Regions from separate parts of the Zea mays genome. Here region 1 is linked to region 2. Evidence: chromatin contacts called from public Hi-C data. All regions are on one chromosome and are shown on one strand. The core of a region is the stretch at or near the end of the contact, and the rest is flanking DNA. Distances in the headings are between cores, read along the strand shown. Region 1 holds the start of LOC100381461 (Protein kinase superfamily protein). Region 2 holds the start of LOC103643915.

Region 1 (2,772 bases), core at 227-2,726, 220 kb after region 2:
CATCCTCAATTGGTTGCCGGGTGTAGCCAACATCGTCGTCGTCGTCATACTCATCAGAATCCCAGTATTCACCAATTGGATATTCAAGTGAATCGTCAGCAAGTGTTGCAAAACCAGATACCAGATCGGAGGTATCTTCTGCAATACCTTGACTGACAGACAACCAACTACTGCCGATTGTACGTCTTCCACCTGAATATGTGAGTGCAATGTCATTATTCTGGAGCCAAACAATATGACACAGAAAAATTAAAATAATCAGCATTAAGGACATGCGGAGTCATCACCTCACACTTCGGGGAAAAAAGAAGATGAATGGAAAGCAAAACAACTATAGAAAGATGAAACGTCGGGGAAAGAAAGAAACCATTAAACACAGCAACTACAGAAACATAAAATGCCAGTCAATTATTCTCTCCTCTCTTCTTTTTTTGGGGTGAAAGCATTATTTTAAACAATTGAATCACAACATATGGATCGTTACTAATAATTTATACATGATACAGCAAGTATCACAAGTGAGCTACTTAGGATGTGTCTAGCCATGTCAATGAAGATAACAAATAAATGTTGGTAATTCAGTAATGTACTACTAACACCAGTAGGCAACATTTCACAAGGTCAGATGAGGTTTTTATTCTGTATTGTTATAACAAATGTACAGCAGTAAACTACAGATCGACCAATGTCCTTAATCGGTCACAAATACGATACAGAAAACATGAACATTAGTCAAACATTCAAGTTTTTTGGTCTACAGAACTAAAGTCAGCATTACGGCCTGGGAAATTTTGCATTTATTGTGGTCTTGCCTAGTAAATTGATGTGCCATATCACTATTGAACTCACTAGCAACATACCTGAAGATGTTATCTCTTGCCCAATGGGAACATCGAGATAAGACCCAATCATAAAAGCATGATCAGCACTAGATTGCTTGGCCCCAGATCCATGGTGATTGATCTTTTCCTCCCAGTTCATGTTGACTAGCTTATCTTCGGACTTGAGCCTCACTGGAGGTAACTTCGGAAGCTCCTCACGCTGACTATCTCCAACAAGCTGTAAATCGAAGCATCGGTCAGACACCAGATCTGTATCTAGGGATTTTTCAAAGTAGTATTGCCTGTTCCCCTCATCAAGATGTCCTTTTGCTCCTTTTCCAACACCATCTGCATTACTGCTCCTCTTTACTTCTTTCCTCTCATTTTCATGGTGTGTGCTATTGTAGCTAGATGACGGGTTTTCCGTGGGGAATGGAAGCACCGTCTTAACTGTGCAACCATTCAGCATCTCCTCTTTTTCTGGTACTAGACTTTTATCCCTAAAATGGCACTGTTCACTGTTCTCAGTCCTCCCAGCAGCATCAACTTTTCCTTTCCCTCTTCCAAAAGAGACTTTTTGCTCCAGCACCGGGCCAGGTTGCTCGGTCCCAACACCTCGATCCCTCTTCTCTGCCAGCACCGCACCACGCCTATGTCTTGGCACCTCCTCCGACACCAGCAGCTCAGCTAGCTGTTCTGCAGTGCTGTTTGCAATGCTGAAGGTCCAAGGATACAGATCCCCCACGTTATCCTGAGGCTGGCCAATCCCGGACCCCTTCTTCCCATCCGAACCATTCGGCAGGGCTCCAACATCAATCTCCTTCACGATGAACTCCCTCGACGAGTCCGCACTCCTCGCTGCCGCAGCACCCTTGGGCCCTACATTGGAACCCACCAAGCCCTCCTGCTGCTCCTCGCCTTCTTTCAGCTCAGCAACGCGCCTCTGCGTGGCCATGTCGTTCGAATCAGCGCGTCCGGTGAGCTCCCCACGGAGAGCTGCCTCTGCCTTGGCGAACCGGTTCTTCCGCAGGAACTCGAGCACCAGATCAATGTTCTCCGACATGTTTCCCTCCAATATCAGGTAGCCCCAGCCAGAAGCGAGAACCCTGAAACGCTTACAGTGATGCCGAAGAGGAGCTGAAGGCAGCACCCGTCGCAGCCCAGCTCCCAGACCAGCCGAATCGGAGGCTCCGGACACTCGGGGACTTAGGAAGCGGCGCAATGCCGCGGCGCCGGCAGCCGCAGATCGGCGTCTCTGCCTCGAAACCCCCCCACCTGACAAATCAAGCTTCCGTGGAGCTCCTCGGGACCGCGCGACCGCAAGCCAAGCTGAGGAGAAGTCCAAACCCACGCACACCCTAAGCGCGACGCGCGCCCGTAGGGGAAGGGCGCGAATCCGCGGGGGGAGGGGACCGCGAGGCGACAGCCCCGGAAACCCTAGCGGCCGTCGCCGCACCCCGCGCCGGCGCGAGGCGGAGGTGGGTGGGGCAAGCACGATGGGGGCAGCGGGCCGGGCCCAGGGCGGTCAGCGGGACCCGTCGCCGCCGAGAGCGCAGGGTGGCCGGGCGGGAACGGATCCGGCGGCGGCGTGGCAGCGGAGGAGGGGGAGGCGGCGGGGATGGCGCATCGGGTGAGGGGATCAGGGCGCGGCCGGCGCGGCTGGGGGCAGCATATTCGGGTTCGGGGTGGTGGTGGTGGTGGTGGTGTGCGTGCGTGAGACCGGAAAGAGCCCCATGACCATGACCCAGCGAGAGAGGAAAAGGAAGGGAAATGGGAAATGTTTTTTTCTCTCTCCTTTCTTCCCGTTCCAGTCCAGCTCGTTTGTTGGTGTCTCGCGGGATCGGGGCGGGGGACGCCGATTCGCACGACGCAGATAATCTTGTTTTTTTTTGTGTGTGTGTGCATCGCAATGCAAAATTGCAAATCGTTAGTGTTACCCTTGGGCGTTCAA
Region 2 (2,810 bases), core at 150-2,649:
ACTGTGAGTACATCAACATCCTGGGGATGTGACGCACTGACATGCTTCTTGAACCGGCAGTGTCATGCTACCAGGAAAGCGTCTGCGAACTGACTGACGAACCAACGGAACGACATGACCACAAGAGTAGCCGTAGGACCTAAAACTGACTGACGTGTGACCTCCTGCTAGTTGACACTTGACAGGCATGTCTCACCTAAGGTCAGAGCTGGGTGTTTCTTTCTGTTAATCAGTGATTTATGTTAAGCAGTCGCTGAATGGATCTGTCAATTCGGTTTTGTTCTCAGAAACACTGTCCTTAATGGGTGCCTGCGAGTTCAGAAGTTTCAGAAACAGAACCAGGGATGCGTCAGTCAGCTACCGTACCTTCTCCTTCTGGAAGCTCGTGAGGCGCGCCCTGTACTCGTTCAGCCTCCTGATCGTCAGGTCGTGTTCTCCCACCTCGCTGGCCCGGGGGGAGCCCTCGTAGCCGTAGCTCCTCCCAGCGATCTCGGCGGTGATCTTCTCGATCTCTGACCGGACGTCGGCGAACTGTCTGCTCCGCTCTGCTTTCACCGCCCTCAGCTCTTCCAGCAGGGCTGTTGCCGACGACACGCGCTCGGTCAGCGACATGGTCCATTTGTTCACCTGAAGGAAGGAGACCGCGCGCGCGACGGCGCGTACCTATCGTTAGCTAAAATCAACTTACAACGTGTTTTTGCATCCAGAGCACTGTAGGCCATGCATGGGGTCGGGAACGAGGAGAAGGAGATTATGGAAAGAGGTTAATACCTTGAGCTGAGGGCCGCTGTCGGAGCCCAGCGCGGCGGCGAGCGCGGCGATCTCGGCCTCCCCCGCGGCGAGCGACTGGTGCAGAGCGGCCCGCTCGCCGGTGGCCTCGTCGACCTTGCGGCGGTACACGCGCATGCACTCGGCCTCCAGCTCCCGCACCATCCGCTCCCGCTCCTCCCGGCTCTTCCCGATCTCCCCCCACAGTTGCTGCACGCACGCACGCACACGCGACCGCAAACGAGGACACCATCATCCACGAGCCACCCATCAAGGCGTTCATTTCAGTGTGAAAAAAACTGGCCGAGATTGTGAACCCTGGAAAGAGCACGATCGACCACACTGAAATTGATGACTCACCTTGAGCTCCACGAGCAGCGCACCGCAGCCGGCGGTCTCAACGCCGGCGCCGGCGCCATCCCCGGCCACCGACCGGATCAACGGCATGCCGTACAGCAGCTCCGCGGCGGTGACGGCCTCTCCCATGGATCGACGAGCGAGAGCAATTCGATCGGCGGCTGAGCGCACAGCCTCTCGCGCGAGCTCGAGGGGTTTAAGGGCGGGGGGGGGGGGGGGGGGGGTTGGTTGCTGCTGCTGGTACGACAGAGAAGCTAAGAGAGGGGCGTCGTGTCAGGTTGGTTGGAGTCGGGAAGCCAAGGCATATATAAGCCAACAGCAAGAGCGACCGGGCTAGCTAGCCGGCCGCGGGTCGTTGCCTTGCCTGCATGATTAGTTGGTGGTCTGATCTCTCGCGCGCGCTCGCCGACGTCGCTGTCGGCCGCGGCGGTGAGGTGCTAGCTAGCACCGGTGGGGCCGGGGTGATTCCGTGTAGGCCCGGCCCCAGCGCTGCGCCAAAGCCCAAAGCCAAAAAACAGGGGACAGGGTTTTGGTGCACGGGTGGATGCGCGCGCGCGCCCGCGCGCCCTGCTGTTTCGTGTGCGTGTGTGTGTTTTGCATGCCTAATCTTGTAGTTAGCGCAGAACGATCGTGCTCCGATTGTTATAACCACGGCCGGCTCCAGTGACGGAAAAGCACGCGTACGTGTTCGGCGTCGTCTGAGAGAAAAAAAAAGAGTCTTGGGGTCAAAGTTTGCAGACCGAGTGGATAGTAGCATGCATGCACTGCATCGCAAAAACAAAGAGAACAGATGCCATGCGTTGAGTTCCGTTTCTTCATCCATTTCTTTCAAGTACTCCCTCCGTTTCTTTTTATTTCTCGCTGAATAGTGCAAAATTACACTATTCAGCGACAAATAAAAAGAAACGGAGGGAGTATACAGTATTACTGTATGTACATGTATGTACAGGCTGATTGAAATTCGTGTCCGCATGAGTCACGAGATGCCTTTTCTACGTACCACTACCACATACACGTCCGGCGTCCTAGCGGAAATACGTTGGGCCGTACTTTTCATGCATGGGGGGAGCCCTGCCAATAATCAGTTTAGCACCTGCTGACCTGCCTAGCTAGTAGCTACCAGGAAGGGTTGCCGTCGGAGTTTGTTTTAGGTAATTATTACACACACATATATATATATATGTAGCTTGTGCTACTTTAGCATCTCTGGTCGTTTGATGATTAGGCAGGCTCCGGCAGTCCTCTCCCTCTCATTTCCACGCGGGAAGAGCTCTTGGTCTTCATCTGCACGCTTTAGGTTAAGCAAGCAAATCGAGTAGATCAACTCGTGGGGGTCAACCACTGCTAAAAAATCGACCACACACCATACGCCAGATTGGGAGTTGGGGGCAGCGTGTGTTCACAAGCTTTTGTTCCAAAAACAAACAGTGCCAGTGGTTGCAATTGCAACTCAACTGCACTGCTGGCCCGCGCGCGCCCAGCTTCAATCATGTATCCATGATTTGGCCTTGCTGAGTTTCAAACCCCCCATGCCTTCCTGCTAGCACCAAATGTGCATACACAGTAAAACGCTATATATCATGTGCCGGCACGAGTTGCCGCAGCCGGCTGTGTCCTGGCTCATTGAGTCAAGTCTTTTTTTTATCGAAGTCAAGTCTTTTTTATCGAAAAGTTTTGATACGAAA

What was found. A called contact is a pair of places that touch in the nucleus more often than the background predicts.
Region 1: a Hi-C map of tassel shows a contact between it and region 2, with 3 times the contacts expected there. The contact joins the promoter of LOC100381461 here to the promoter of LOC103643915 in region 2. A contact is called at or near these places in 5 of 25 Hi-C or Micro-C datasets (bundle sheath, ear, leaf and 2 more).

What each region holds. Positions count from the first base shown.
Region 1 is chr1:275,835,776-275,838,547 of Zm-B73-REFERENCE-NAM-5.0, forward strand. It overlaps LOC100381461 (Protein kinase superfamily protein), which reads right to left and starts at 1,477. Exons shown (of 7, transcript NM_001320811.1): 1 at 861-1,477; 2 at 1-192. The coding sequence starts at 1,290.
Region 2 is chr1:275,619,570-275,622,379 of Zm-B73-REFERENCE-NAM-5.0, forward strand. It overlaps LOC103643915, which reads right to left and starts at 1,400. Exons shown (of 10, transcript XM_008667084.3): 1 at 1,129-1,400; 2 at 772-978; 3 at 367-627. The coding sequence starts at 1,254.